Regions from separate parts of the Capra hircus genome. Here region 1 is linked to region 2. A link is a contact called in public Hi-C data. All regions are on one chromosome and are shown on one strand. The core of a region is the stretch at or near the end of the contact, and the rest is flanking DNA. Distances in the headings are between cores, read along the strand shown.

What was found. A called contact is a pair of places that touch in the nucleus more often than the background predicts.
Region 1: a Hi-C map of blood shows a contact between it and region 2, with 3 times the contacts expected there. The contact joins two enhancer-like sites. A contact is called at or near these places in 3 of 5 Hi-C or Micro-C datasets (all in blood).

What each region holds. Positions count from the first base shown.
Region 1 is chr29:44,088,066-44,094,464 of ARS1.2, forward strand. No RefSeq gene overlaps it. Among named protein-coding and RNA genes, the nearest start is that of SCYL1, 30 kb to the right of the region's middle. Within about 2 kb of position 4,431, at least 2 of the 5 cell types and tissues checked have an H3K27ac peak or open chromatin away from gene starts, as enhancers often do.
Region 2 is chr29:44,019,451-44,026,466 of ARS1.2, forward strand. FRMD8 (FERM domain-containing protein 8) reads left to right here. Exons shown (of 11, transcript XM_018043448.1): 11 at 513-1,944. The coding sequence ends at 631. Among named protein-coding and RNA genes, the nearest start is that of TRNAS-GGA, 8.2 kb to the left of the region's middle. Within about 2 kb of position 4,536, at least 3 of the 5 cell types and tissues checked have an H3K27ac peak or open chromatin away from gene starts, as enhancers often do.

The DNA.
Region 1 (6,399 bases), core at 3,181-5,680, 69 kb after region 2:
CTGTGATGTTAGCTATGTTGACAGTTACTTAAAGCACTTCAGGGATCTTATTTCAGTGGCTCCTGAAGAGAGAGAGTAGGCGAGAGATCGCAGACAAGACAGGGGGCCTAGGTCTCCCCGAGGAGATTGACAGAAGCCCTGGCAGAAGGGGCGTTAAGTGGTAAGAGGGAGTGGAAGAGAAAGGCAGGTGCCATGAGGTTGGAATTCCTGGATTCAAGGAAAACTTCTGATACTAATTAGCTGTGTCTGATTTTAAGCAAATCCCAAACTCCCCAGGCCCCTAAATCTCCGTTTGTAAAATGAGGTGATCCAACTCAGTTTTTCCTCCTTCCAGTCCTAAAAATCTAAAAAATTTCCAGTCCCTGAGCAAATATCAAAACTGCGTCTGAGGGGAACCATCAGCATGTCAGTAATATTCCACTCTTAGAGGGAGAAAGATTGATTAAACAAGTGCAGCTTCACCAACATCACTTTTATCAGTTGCTTAAACCAGCCCTGCTTTATCGGGGGGATGGGGGTGGGGGTGGGGGTGGGGGTGGCTGGGGGGGGGGTGGATAAAGTTATGAGGTTAGCGCAGGGTACAGAACCCTCACTTGCTAAAGGCCCCCAAGCCTGCTCCCTCACCCTTTCACAACCAGTGCCGTTTTTAGGAACCAAAGGAGTTTTAAAAATACAGATTACAGATTTTAAGAGGCCATCCTAACCTATATCGTGCCAATGGACTCTATTTACCCCTTTTGGAATGTACTGCGTAAACATCTGCACACGTTCTAGAATTGAAAACTCTGTGGAGTTAAGAGAGGGCCAGAGAATGGGTGTCACCCTGTCCTGGGGTCTAGGTTTAAAATCACCACGTGCCCTGGAGCGCTCCACTTTATCTTACCACCGCTTTCCTCAAAAACAAAACCAACACCCCCTTCCAAAAACACAAACAAAAACAGGCAGCTGTGTTAGGTCAATCTCTGAGGCCCCTTCTGTTTCAAGCAATCTAGATTAACAAAATCTGGTGACGTACGAACACTCAAGGGCTGTGACAATAAACAAAGAGCAAGGATGATGTGCGAAAATTTTTAGTTAATGGATGACTTTGCGGTAATGGAATGACAAAAGACGGAGGACGTGAAAGAAAGGCCATCCGGGCGGAAAAGGCAGGCAGCATCTCGGAAGAGGAGAGGAGCCCAAGAGTTGCGAAAAGTTGGAGCAGCGGCCAATAAACCCCCGACCAGGGACAGCTGCCACCCTCCCCCACACATTTCTCTAGGCTAGGCATCGGCCTTGGGGGTGGGGCGCGCGTGCGCAGTGGCGCGCTGCGCCAACGGCCACCGCCCCCGGAGGCGGCCGGGACCGGTTGGAGCTGGTTAGAACCGGCAACACCGCCCGCGAGTCGACGCCTCACAAAGGGCGGCGGCTCACGGCCAGCATATCCCTGCGCCGTGCCGGCGTGGGGTGTGGGGAACGAGCCTCACCCCCCCACCCCCATCCCCGGGCTCACTGGCCGAGGTTATACCTATCCCGCTTGGCCTCTCGCTGGTTTCTTGTCGCCGCAGTCGCTTTAGCTCCGTGGAAGGCGTGTCTAGAAACCACCGGCGCCATTGTATTTTCTAAATCCTCAGCCCTCGCCCTCGAGACAAGTGCCCCTCGCAGTCGGGCGAACTGAGGCATCTTTTCAAACATTGGAGACGCAGCAGTTCTCCTTTCCCGGTGCTTCCCTCGGTTTTCCCTTTTGGTAGGACAGAGAACGTCTTTTAAAAATGGACTGCTGATTAACCTGCAGAAAGAAAAGGCTTTGGGTTTAGGAAAAAGTTATTTCCCTTTGTGCTCTACTTTTAAAAGTCTTAAGGGAATCAAACCAGAGATAATACAAAATTTGTAGGGGGAAAAAAAAAAAAACGAAACGTAGTAAACACTTAAGGTTCACAAACATTTTAGAACACGTCCCTTCCGCGAGTGGTAGGTGAAGGTCGCTCTGTCTTTGACGGTGAAACCGTTGGCTTTTCCGGATACTTGAAACAGCACGCGTTTGGAAAGAACAAAAAGTCCAGGCTATGTCTAAACAGGCTACCAAAAGTGTAGGAGTCTAGCTGGTATTTAGTAAATACAAAATCAACAACAAAAGCCAAGTAACACAACCCCACCCTAACGATTTGAATCTAAGCCTTCAAGATGGGTCCAGCTCTGTTGCAGGGACAACAGTAAACGAGAGATATTTGTTGAGATATTTTCCGGAAGTGGATTTCTACAATTAGAATTCTTAAGTGGATAACCCGGAGTAACTATTTTACGAATAAAAGGCCAAATGAGCCAGGTGAGGTATAAACATCAAAACCGCCTCGCAGGACCTGAGACCTTTTTTTTGGGGGGGGGGGGTGCCTCCCAAAACTTGACGGCTTCTAAAATGGCTGCGGTCTGTCGTTGTGAGGCTGAAGTTCGGTTACATAATGGAAAGGAAGGCCGTCAGGAAACTTAGTTTAACCTTCTTTCCAAAACCACTGACTTGTATCCAATATACTCCAAGGAAACACGAAAAGTATTTTAAAAGCTACTAGAAACATTCCCATGTAACGGCGCTTAGTTTTTATGAGCTATTCAATGTTTATTTAGATGTGATTTTCATTGTTTTTGCCCAAATTTTCAGCTCAAATCTACTTGCTAATAAGTACAAGGTATAGGGGTTGCAAGCAAGTTGGATGAACTGTTAGGAAAAGTCCAGAAAACTCTTGTAAATGAGATTCTATTTTTACATCTTCAGAGGAACTATTTTTGCTTTCCTCACAAAGGCGGCGGAGGAGTATTAAATACCGGAGGTGTGAGTTGTCCTTCCTCTATAAATACACTGCTGCGGACTGAGCGACAGGCATTGAGGCAGCGAGCGCAGAATCTGCTTTAAGGCTGGAGGTGCTGCTTAAGGAGCCTGCAGATAAGTTTTTCTATTAAAAAAGATAGGCGTTAGTGTGTTTCTTTAGGGATTGTAAGTAGTGAGAATACGGAGATACTGCTTTGCATTAAGTTCTTAGATAAATTTTAGGGAAAACATGAAGACTTACTTAAAGAGTAGTTGGAGAAAGGAAGAGGGAAGAAAAAAGATAATTTTAGAACCTGATGGAAGTTATGAGCTGAAATTTTTTCATGGAGTGGAAAATTTTAAGAGAATGTCTGAGCTAGGACTGCTAAGTCTGGATTTTTTTTCTTAAGCCTTAAGTTGAAGGGCAACCTTTTACCTTAACATAAAACGTTGGGTTACATAAATCGAACCTAAACGTTTTAAAAGGTTGAGTTGTAGATGATTAAAATACTATATACTATAAAGGCCATCTTAAGATTTAACTGAAGGTGGTTTCAGAAATAATGCCTGCAAATTCTCGGCGCAATAAAAATGGCGTCATTTGAAGCCTAGTTGATACTGAGGCTTTGTTTGGCTAAAGTTGACGGAAGTATTAGGAATGGTAGGAAAGAAAATTGGAAGTTTGAAGTGGAAAATTCGGAAGACAAGTACAGGAAGCAGAAGAAAAAACTAGGGAAGATAGAGATACACGTATTAGAAGACAGAAAACCTGAGCCTAGTAAGTAGGCAGAAGAAAAAGACAAATCTAGGAGAAAATTGAAAATACGGGCGAGTGCTTAAGATAGAATGAAAAGAAAGCTATTGGACGCAAACATACAAGATAGACGTCCAGAAATTTAGAAGATAGTTAAAAATCAATGTTGGATAAGTTACAGGAACAAAAACTGAGGAAATTTTTATAGCCGATAAGAATTTATTGTAAAAGCCCATCAGCTTATTTGTGGTGGTGCGGAAGTTAGATCTCAGAAGATGAGGGTTTTTTAAAACTACTGTAGACCAGGAACAACTTAGAAGAAAATCCGGAAACTAGAAGAAAGTCAGTTTAAAATCTTAGCAAAAAGTTACTTAAAGGGACTGAAGTAACTTAAAAGCTAAGAATGTATTTGGAAGAGTTAAAAATTTGAAAGGCCTTAAATGCGGTAGCGTAGTTTCCTTTGGAAAATGTAAAGGACTTTATAAGTGAATTAAATGGAAGAGCAAGAATTAACCATCGAGTTATTGGACTTTGAGCTAAGATGAATGTTTAAATCCTGACGAGTAGGCGCTAATTAACAGCTGACGCAGGTGCTACACAGAAGTGGATTCAGTGAAGCTAGGAAGACAGGAGCCGCAGACAGGATTCCAGGAGCCAGTGTTCGGTGAAAACTAGGACTGAGGAGCCAGCAGCAGTTCGTGAAGATAGGAAAGAGAAGCCCGGGAGCCAGTGCGACTTGGTGAAGGAAGCTAGGAAGAAGGAGCGAGCCCTAACGATTTGGAGGTGAAGCTAGGAGAGGATTCCAGGAAGGAGGAAGCCAGTGCGGTGTGGTGAAGCTAGCGTGCGGCTTGGCTTGGCAACCACGCGGAGGCGGCGAGCAGGCGGAGTGGAGGATAGATAGAGGATCCTAGAGCAGCAGCCCAGTGTACGAGCCCCGCAGGGAGAGCCAGTGGTGTGGTAAAAATCCGTGAGGTCGGCACTGTCGTGGGGTTTTTTTTCCTCCTGTAACTCACTATGGTAATACCTCTTAAATTTTCCTAATAGTAATGGGGGAGTTGTGTACTTAAGCATAAAGGGGATTTTATTACGGGGATGTAGGCCGGTTTTCGGGTGTCGTAGGTTTCTCTTTTTCAGGCCTATTTTCTCATGCATCTTGTCTGGAGCTTTTGAGGGCAGACTTCAAGGCCCGGAGGAATGGTAGATGGCAAGTGTTCTTGTTTTTTAACCAATATGAGGGATATCCTGAATTTGATAGAACAACTGAGACAACTTCAGCAAGCTTTGTAAACAGGTTTTATATTCAGTTTTTGGGTAATGAAGCATTTCAGTTTTGTGAGTAGAGGGCCTACTTTTCTTTCCTCACCCTGTATTTTAAAAGTTTTCTAAATATGTAGTTTCGGTGTATAATTATGGGCGGGGGGAGTTTTTTGTGGGGGGAGCAAAATATGTTTTGAGTTCTTTTCCCTTTAGGTCTGTCTAGAATTCCAAAGGCAAATGACTCGAGGTAACAGGCGAAAAGAAAATCCAGTATCAGGATAATCAGAACACTGCAGGTTTACAGTTTATAGAAACTAGCACAAGCAGCTTTCACTTTGAGGTCTGTGGCGCAGCTGTCCATTGGAGAAATGGCTGGTAGTTTATTCTTTTATTCCCACCCCTTAATTATATTTTTATAAAGTACGTAACTGGTTGTTTTTACTTAAGTATTTTGGGGTGGTGTGAACAGGGAAGAGGGTGGGGGAGAAACTGTTTTTTCTAAGATTTTCCACAGATTCTATAGTACTATTGACAAACTGAGTTAGAGAAGGATTGTACTGCTACGCTGTTTGGCACCAACACCTTCAGGGATTGGAGCAGCTTTTTTCCTTGGAAGAGTATTCCCAGTGAAGCTGAAATGTACAGCACAGTGCAGCTTTGGTTCATATTCAGTCATCTCAGGAGAACTTCAGAAGAGCTTGACTAGGCCAAATGTTGAAGTTAAGTTTTCAAGATACCTTTTAAGATACCTTTATTAAAGGGGAGGGGCAAATTTTGGCAATTTGTAGTTGGCAGTGGCTTGTGATGATTGGGATGGGGGGGCGTGGGTTTAGGTAATTGTTTAGTTTTTGATTACAGATAAACTCATGCCAGAGAACTTAAATACTTATGATGGAAAAACTAAAGAAATCTCAGCTTCCAAGTTGGCAAGTAACTCGCAATCCTCTGGTTCTGTTTTGCCCCAATTTTTGAATTTAACAGATGGGGAAGTTCATGAAGATTCACTGGATTTAAGAGTAGGGCTTGGGAAAGGAAAATGACTGGGGGTTGGTCCGGCCCTCTGTGCTTAGATAAAAACTTGGGGAATTTTTTTTTAACGGTAAAGTTGTTTGGATATAGTAGTGTGTGGTTCTCTCTTGGAATTTTTTTCAGGTGATTTAATAAAACTTAATACTACTATAGGAGCTTCAGAGCAAAGGAGGTGGCTTAATGATCCTGAAGGGATTTCTTCTGGTGGTAGCTTTTGTATTATCAAGTAAGATTCTTTTTTCGGCTGTATATAAGCAAGATTGTTTGGTTTATTTTTTTCTTTTTTAGCGTAGGAAAAGTTTGCTGTTAAGGTATGCTTCAAAATTATTGTTAATTGTATTTTGAATTTACATCTGAGCCTTGTAAATCATAACTGATAAGAGGGGGTGGGCTTTTGTTGATGAGGGAGGGGAAACCTTTTTTTCTGTAGACTTTTTTCAGATAACATCTTCTGAGTCATAACCAGCCTGGCAATCTGATGGCCTAGATGGAGAGGGGAACAGCTCCTTGGTGAATGATAAGTAAAGGCAGAAAAGATTGTATTTCATACCTACATTGGGGAAAAAGCATAACCCTG
Region 2 (7,016 bases), core at 3,286-5,785:
TGGAGTGGGCTGCCCTTTCCTACTCCAGAATTGAATTACAGTTGACATATTATATATTCATATATATAGTGATTTTGACATAGTGATTCAATATTTTTATATGTTATAAAGTGATCCTCCGAAGTCTGGTTATCATCTGTCACCATACAGAGTTATTATAGTGTTACTGACCATATTCCTTGTGCTATCTAGGACATCCCTGTGAGTTCTTTTTTAGCTGGACATTTGTACCCCTCTCCAGTCTCTTTTTGAACAGGTTTAGACACCACAGCAGGCCCACCATCAAATGGAAACACTGGTGACCTGATTTAGGAGACTGGCCGCCCCCCGCCCCGCCCCGCCCCGCCCCATGCTCTCACTATGGGAGGGTTGGGGAGGGGCTGAGGCTCATGAAGCTGGTGGGAGTGAAGAGGGGAGCTCAGCCTGAAGGCTCCAGAAGGGGCTCCCCTGGAGCCGGGCCCTCCCCTGGGGGGGGCCCCCTCCTCAGTGCGTCCCTCTTGTTCCCCAAACAGGCGAGACGATCAAGCGGGTGAAACCGAAACGCACCACATCCTTCTTCAGCCGGCAGCTGTCCCTGGGCCAGGGTAGCTACACCGTGGTCCAGGCCTCCGACAGCCTGGAGCAAGGCTGAGGGCCGCTGTGCAGGTGGGAGAGCATGGGGGCATCGTGCTGCCTGAAGCACGGCTCAGGACACTCCAGAGGAGCGTGTGTGTCTTTGGTTTTTTCCCTGGACGTTGGTGACCACATCCCCACATTCCAGCTCATGTGGCCAGGCTGGGACGTGGCCCTGCGAGGAGAGGGTCGGGGGCCTCCACAGACAGTGAGGCCCCCACAGAGCCCTCTCCAGCTCGGTGGAACTGGAGGGACCCTGTGCCCCTCACTGTGGTCTCCCTTGTGAGCAGGAGACCCTGACCAGCAGGAAAGCGTGCTTGCTGATCTTCGGTGATGTCACTGCTGGGAGGTGGCTGCCTTGTGGACCCACCAGCCCACGGGCCCACACTCCACACCCGGAGGAGCTCCCAAAGCCCCTTGGGGCTTCCAGTTTCAGTTTTGATCTTTTTTTGATCTGCTTTGGTTCCACGAAGCCTGCAAACTCAGGCTACTCACGAGGGTGCCCCCACCGTCTCGGAGCTGCGGGCGCTGCTTCCAGGATGGTGCTGAGGCTTCATCCCGCCCTAGGCCCATGCACGGGAAGTCCCTGGCCGGGAGGGGTCTCTTCTTTCTCGGGGACCTTGTAGGGAGGTGGATATGGCCTGAGTGGGGCTCTTCCCACAGCCTCCTGCCTCCTCCCAGAAGAGCTGGCCTCTCAGCCTTGGGCTCTTTCTCAGGGGTCACCCCCCCACCACCACCACTGGGGCGCTTCCAGGGACTTTCCACAGGAAGGAGGCAGGTCCAGCCCGACACAGGGTTCGCTTTGTCTTCCCTTCCCGGTGGAGAATGTGGGGAAGGGAATGTGAACCTCTTGTCTCCGGATGTCAGAGCCCACTCACCTCCTCCTCCCTTTGTTGGCTCTTGAACACTCCAGATGTTTCCAGGGGGGCTTGCCCTCCAGCAGTAGGGCCTTTGTTATCTGTCATAATGAATAGGTGTCTCCAGCCTTTCCGAATGTCCCAGCTAGAGGACATCTCATCTCTCCTGGAGACTTCACTGGCTCCCAGCCCCTCCGGCTCCTAGCCGTCCGGTTATCTGCTCCCACGCACTGTTTTGATGCCAGGTGAATTCTTATCTGATAGATTGAGGGGCCTGAGGGACATGATGGGTGTGTGTGTACACAGATTACTTGTTTTGACTCTTCAGCTTCTTCCTGTTTTCTGAGCATCCATTGTGCCTTAACTTTTTCTGTCTGCCCTTGTGGGGAAAAGCAGTGTTTCACTAAGTGCCCTTTGAATATTCCTATCCTTTTGTATCATGTGACTTATTAAAATCAATTTCCAGCAAACTTTATTATTGTTCTGTTGCGAAGTCGTGTACTGCAGCACTCCAGGCTTCCCGGTCCTTCACTATCTCCCAGAGTTTGCTCAAACTCATGTCCATTGAGCCGGTGATGCCATCCAAGCATCTCATCATGTGACTTATTATTAATAAAATCCATTTCCAGCAAATTGTGGGGTGGTTTATGTTATGAAATAATGAGAGTGTGTTAATTACAGTCTGGGAGTTGATTATAGGCTGCATATTTGCTTTCTATTAAATATGCATGAAGAAGGACTTACCTGGCAATCCAGTGGTTAAGACTCCATGCTCCCAATTCAGGGGGCACAGGTTCAATCCCTAGTTGGGGAACTAAGACCTCAAGTGCGGCAAGGAAGATCAAAGATCCCATGTGCTACAACTGACTCCTGGCACAGCCGTATCAATATTTTTTAAAGTAAAAAATCAATTAAAATACTTGATGAAAAGTAAATAAAACAACCCACAAGGAATTGCCTGGTGGTCCAGTGGTTAGGACTCACTGCTATCGCTGCTGAGGCCCCGGGTTCAATCCCTGGTGGAGGAATGAAGAAACCACAAGCCATGTGGCATGGCCAAATAAATACAAATAAAACAACCCACATTCATGATCTCACAGTTCTCGAGGTCAGTCTGAACTGAACTCTCACCAAGCTGAGATCCATGTCAGCAGGGCCACATTGCTTTCCTGGAAGCTCCAGTTCAGTTCAGTTCAGTCGCTCAGTCATGTCCGACTCTTTGTGACCCCGTGAATCACAGCACGCCAGGCCTCCCTGTCCATCACTGACTCCCGGAGTTCACTCAGATTCACGTCCATCAAGTCAGTGATGTCATCCAGCCATCTCATCCTCTGTCGTCCCCTTCTCCTGCCTGCAATCCCTCCTAGCATCAGAGTCTTTTCCAATGAGTCAACTTCGCATGAGGTGGCTGAAGTATTGGAGTTTCAGCTTTAGCATCATTCCTTCCAAAGAAATCCCAGGGTTGATCTCCTTCAGAATGGACTGGTTGGATCTCCTTGCAGTCCAAGGGACTCTCAAGAGTCTTCTCCAACACCACAGTGCAAAAGCATCAATTCTTCAGCGCTCAGCCCTCTTAGTCCAACTCTCACATCCACATATGACCACAGGAAAAACCATAGCCTTGACTAGATGGACCTTAGTCGGCAAAGTAATGTCTCTGCTTTTGAATATGCTATCTAGGTTGGTCGTAACTTTTCTTCCAAGGAGTAAGCCTCTTTTAGTTTTATGGCTGCAGTCACCATCTGCAGTGATTTTGGAGCCCCCAAAAATAAAGGCTGACACTGTTTCCACTGTTTCTCCTCTATTTCCCATGAACTGATGGGACCAGATGCCATGATCTTCGTTTTCTGAATGTTGAGCTTTAAACCAACTTTTTCACTCTCCACTGTCACTTTCATCAAGAGGCTTTTTAGTTCCTCTTCACTTTCTGCCATAAGGGTGGTGTCATCTGCATATCTGAGGTTATTGATATTTCTCCCAGCAATCGATTCCAGCTTGTGTTTCTTCCAGTCCAACATTTCTCATGATGTACTCTGCATATAAGTTAAATAAGCAGGGTGACAATATCCAGCCTTGATGTACTCCTTTAGGGAGAATAAATCTATTTCCTGGGCTCAGTGGCCCCTTCCTCCATCCCTAAAGCCAGTGAAGGCCAGTGGGGTCCTCACAGCACTGCTCTCTTCCTTTTCTCTCCATGTTTCTCTCTGGCTCTTCTGCCTTCCTCTTCCTCACGATTACACTGGGCCAAGGCTGATAATCAGTCCTGAATATTCATTGGAAGGACTGATGCTGAAGCTGAAACTAGAACACTTTGACCACCTGATGGGAAGAACTGATTCACTGGAAAAGACCCTGATGCTGGGAAAGATTGAAGGCGGGAGAAGAGGACGACAGAGGATGAGATGGTTGGATGGCATCACCAACTGGATGGACATGAGTCTGAGCAAGCGCCAGGAGTTGGTGATGGACAGGGAAGCCTGGCGTGCTGTGGTCCATAGGGTCGCAAAAGAGCCGGACACGACTGAGCGACTGAACTTAAGGCGGATAATCTAGGATAATTTCCCTATTAAAGTCTGAAAGTGAAAGTGAAGTCGCTCAGTCGTGTCCGACTCTTTGCGACCCCATGGACAGTAGCCTGCACCAGGCTCCTCCATCCATGAGATTTCTAGGCAAAAGTACTGAAGTGGGTTGCCATTTCCTTCTCCAGGGAATCTTCCCGACCCAGGGATCGAACCCCAGTCTCCCGCATTGTAGGCAGACGCTTTACCGTCTGAGCCACCAGGGAAGTCCGTCTATTAAAGTCTACTGATTAGCAATTTGAATTTCCCTTCGCCATGTAACCTAACATTCACAGGCTCCGGGGTTAGGATGCAGACATCCTGGGGGTCCTTATTCTGTCTACCACGCCATCCTTCCTGCCACAGAACCTCACTCACTGCTTTGTGCTGCACGCGGCAATGGATTTACCTCCTCTCAGCGGGCTCCGACCAGACCTCCTTAGGCGGTCGCCAGGGGAGCTGGAGCGGCTGCCTGTAGGTTGCAGGTCCTGCTGTGGCCAGCAGGGGGCAGTTGAGCCCGCCCTTTCCTCTCCAGTTCAGCGGCAGAGGCGGAGCCCACACTTCCTGCCCGGATCCTACGCAGCCCGCAGCCCGGAACTCGGCCTGCTGCTTCTCAGGGGGACCCCGTGGCTTCTGACCGCCGCCACCTTCTTCTGGTCCACGATCAGGGGTTCTGGGCCTTCAAGAGCACCAGATACAGGGTTTCTCCCTCTGGTCCCCAGTTGGTGTTCAGTTCAGTCGCTCAGTCGTGTCCCACTCTGCGACTCCATGGACTGCAGCACGCCAGGCCTGCCTGTCCATCACCAACTCCTGGAGTTCACTCAGACTCACGTCCATCGAGTCAGTGATGCCATCCAACCATCTCATCCTCTGTCGTCCCCTTCTCCCGCCTTCAATCTTTCCCAGCATCAGGGTCTTTTCAGATGAGTCAGCTCTTCGGATCAGGTGGCCAAAGTATTGGAGTTTCAGCTTCAACATCAGTCCTTCCAGTGAACACTCAGGACTGATCTTCTTAAGGATGGACTGGTTGGACTCCTTACAGTCCGAGGGACTCTCAAGAGTCTTCCCCAACACCACAGTTCAAAAGCATCACTTCTTCGGCACTCAGCCTTCTGTATGGTCCCACTCTCACATCCATACATGACCACTGGAAAAACCACAGCCTTGACTAGACGGACCTTTGTTGGTAAAGTAATGTCTCTGCTTGCTTCTTAATATGCTGTCTAGGTTGGTGAAGGACCACATTTTTCAAAGATCAGGATCTACATCCCAAGAACAGATTCTGCTTTGGGAGTGTGTGTGTGTGTGTGTGTGATGAAAACAGATTCTGCTTTGGGATTGTGTGTGTGTGTGTGTGTGTGGAATGAAAACAGAGTCAAAATATTTAAAACCATGGAATCCAGGAAGTGGGGTGGGCACACTCGGGGTCTGCTCACGTCTGCCCTGCTCTCGTCAGCCCTGCTCCCATGCCTGGGGACTGTCCCAGGCCCCAGCCCTCCCCCCTCGCCGCTTCCCGGCAGTCCCGCCCATCTCTCAGCACCTCCCTTCCCCCACCCGTACTCTGCCCTCAGCTATTTTGAGCTACTTGTCTTAGGTATAATTTGCAAGCCGGAGAATAATAATAGCTCCAGCTCTTCCCAGGACCTCTGTGTCCCCTGCCCCTTTGACCTTGGCATTTGGGGAGAAGGAGGAAGTGGTGAGAGCTGACTCTCTGGGTCAGTAAGCACAGGCTTCGCTCCCAGCATCAAGGTCAGCAGCCTCCAGGGGCAGATGGACCATTTGGAGAGGTTCCTCTGGCAACCCACTCCAGTACTCTTGCCTGGAAAATCCCATGGACAGAGGAGCCTGGTAGGCTGCAGTCCATGGGGTCGCTAAGAGTCGGGAGGAGCCTGGTAGGCTGCAGTCCATGGGGTCTCTAAGAGTCAGGCAAGACTGAGTAACTTCACTTTCTCTTTTCACTTTCATGCATTGGAGAAGGAAATGGCAACCCACTCCAGTGTTCTTGCCTGGAGAATCCCAGGGATGGGGAGCCTGATAGGCTGCTATGGCGTCGCACAGTCGGACACGACTGAAGCAACTTAGCAGCAGCAGCAGCAGCTCTGCCCAGAGGCAGCTCCTGCACCACACACGCCTTTCTCTGTCTCTCCCTCTCTCTCCGATGCCACTCAGGCGCCAAAGGCAGTTGGAACAGAAACGTCCTCCTTCAGAGGGTCAAGGAGAGTCTGAACAACCAGTGCTCCAGCGGGGTCACTAAGGGGGTGAGACAGGCTCAGGCCCGAAGACGGTCCCATCCGCAGGGACGCAGCCTAAGCGAGCTCTGGCAGTGGGGGCTGCAGGTGGGCCTGGGAGAGGCGGAGGGGGCTGTGCAGACCCAGACATGGGAGGTGGTGGGTGTCGGCACCGTGCCAGCCCCTCGCCCACAGGTGGACGCCTGGTGGGTGGGGCTTGGCGTGAGTCTGGCACGGTGGACACAGGCCAAAGGGTGGAAGGAGGCTACAAAAGCTGGGACTGACTTAGTCTCGTCAGCTAAAAATGATGCACAACTTGGGAGCTGTGAGTTCAGTTTTATTTGGGGCAAAATGAGGACTGCAGCCCGGGAGGCAGCACCTCAGACAGCTGTGAGAGACTGCTCCAAAGAGGCAACGTGTGCGTGCTGCGTGTGTGCGTGCGTGCGTGTTAGTCGCTCAGTCATGTCCGACTCTTTGCAACCCCATGGACTATAACCCTCCAGGCTCCTCTGTCCATGGGATTCTCCAGGCAAGAATACTGGAGTGGGTTGCCATTTCCTTCTCCAAAAGAGAGGCAGTGGCAGAAGGTCAATATGTAAGATTCCATGAAGGGGTAGTTCCATGCAATCAAGCACTTACTTTACAAGAGGTTTTCTGCTAGTCACAAGCATCTGATGTCATCATGAAAGGATTTATGTCATCATGAAGGGATTTAGTGCTTTTCTAGATATGAGGAGATGCAGGACTGGGACCTTGAAATC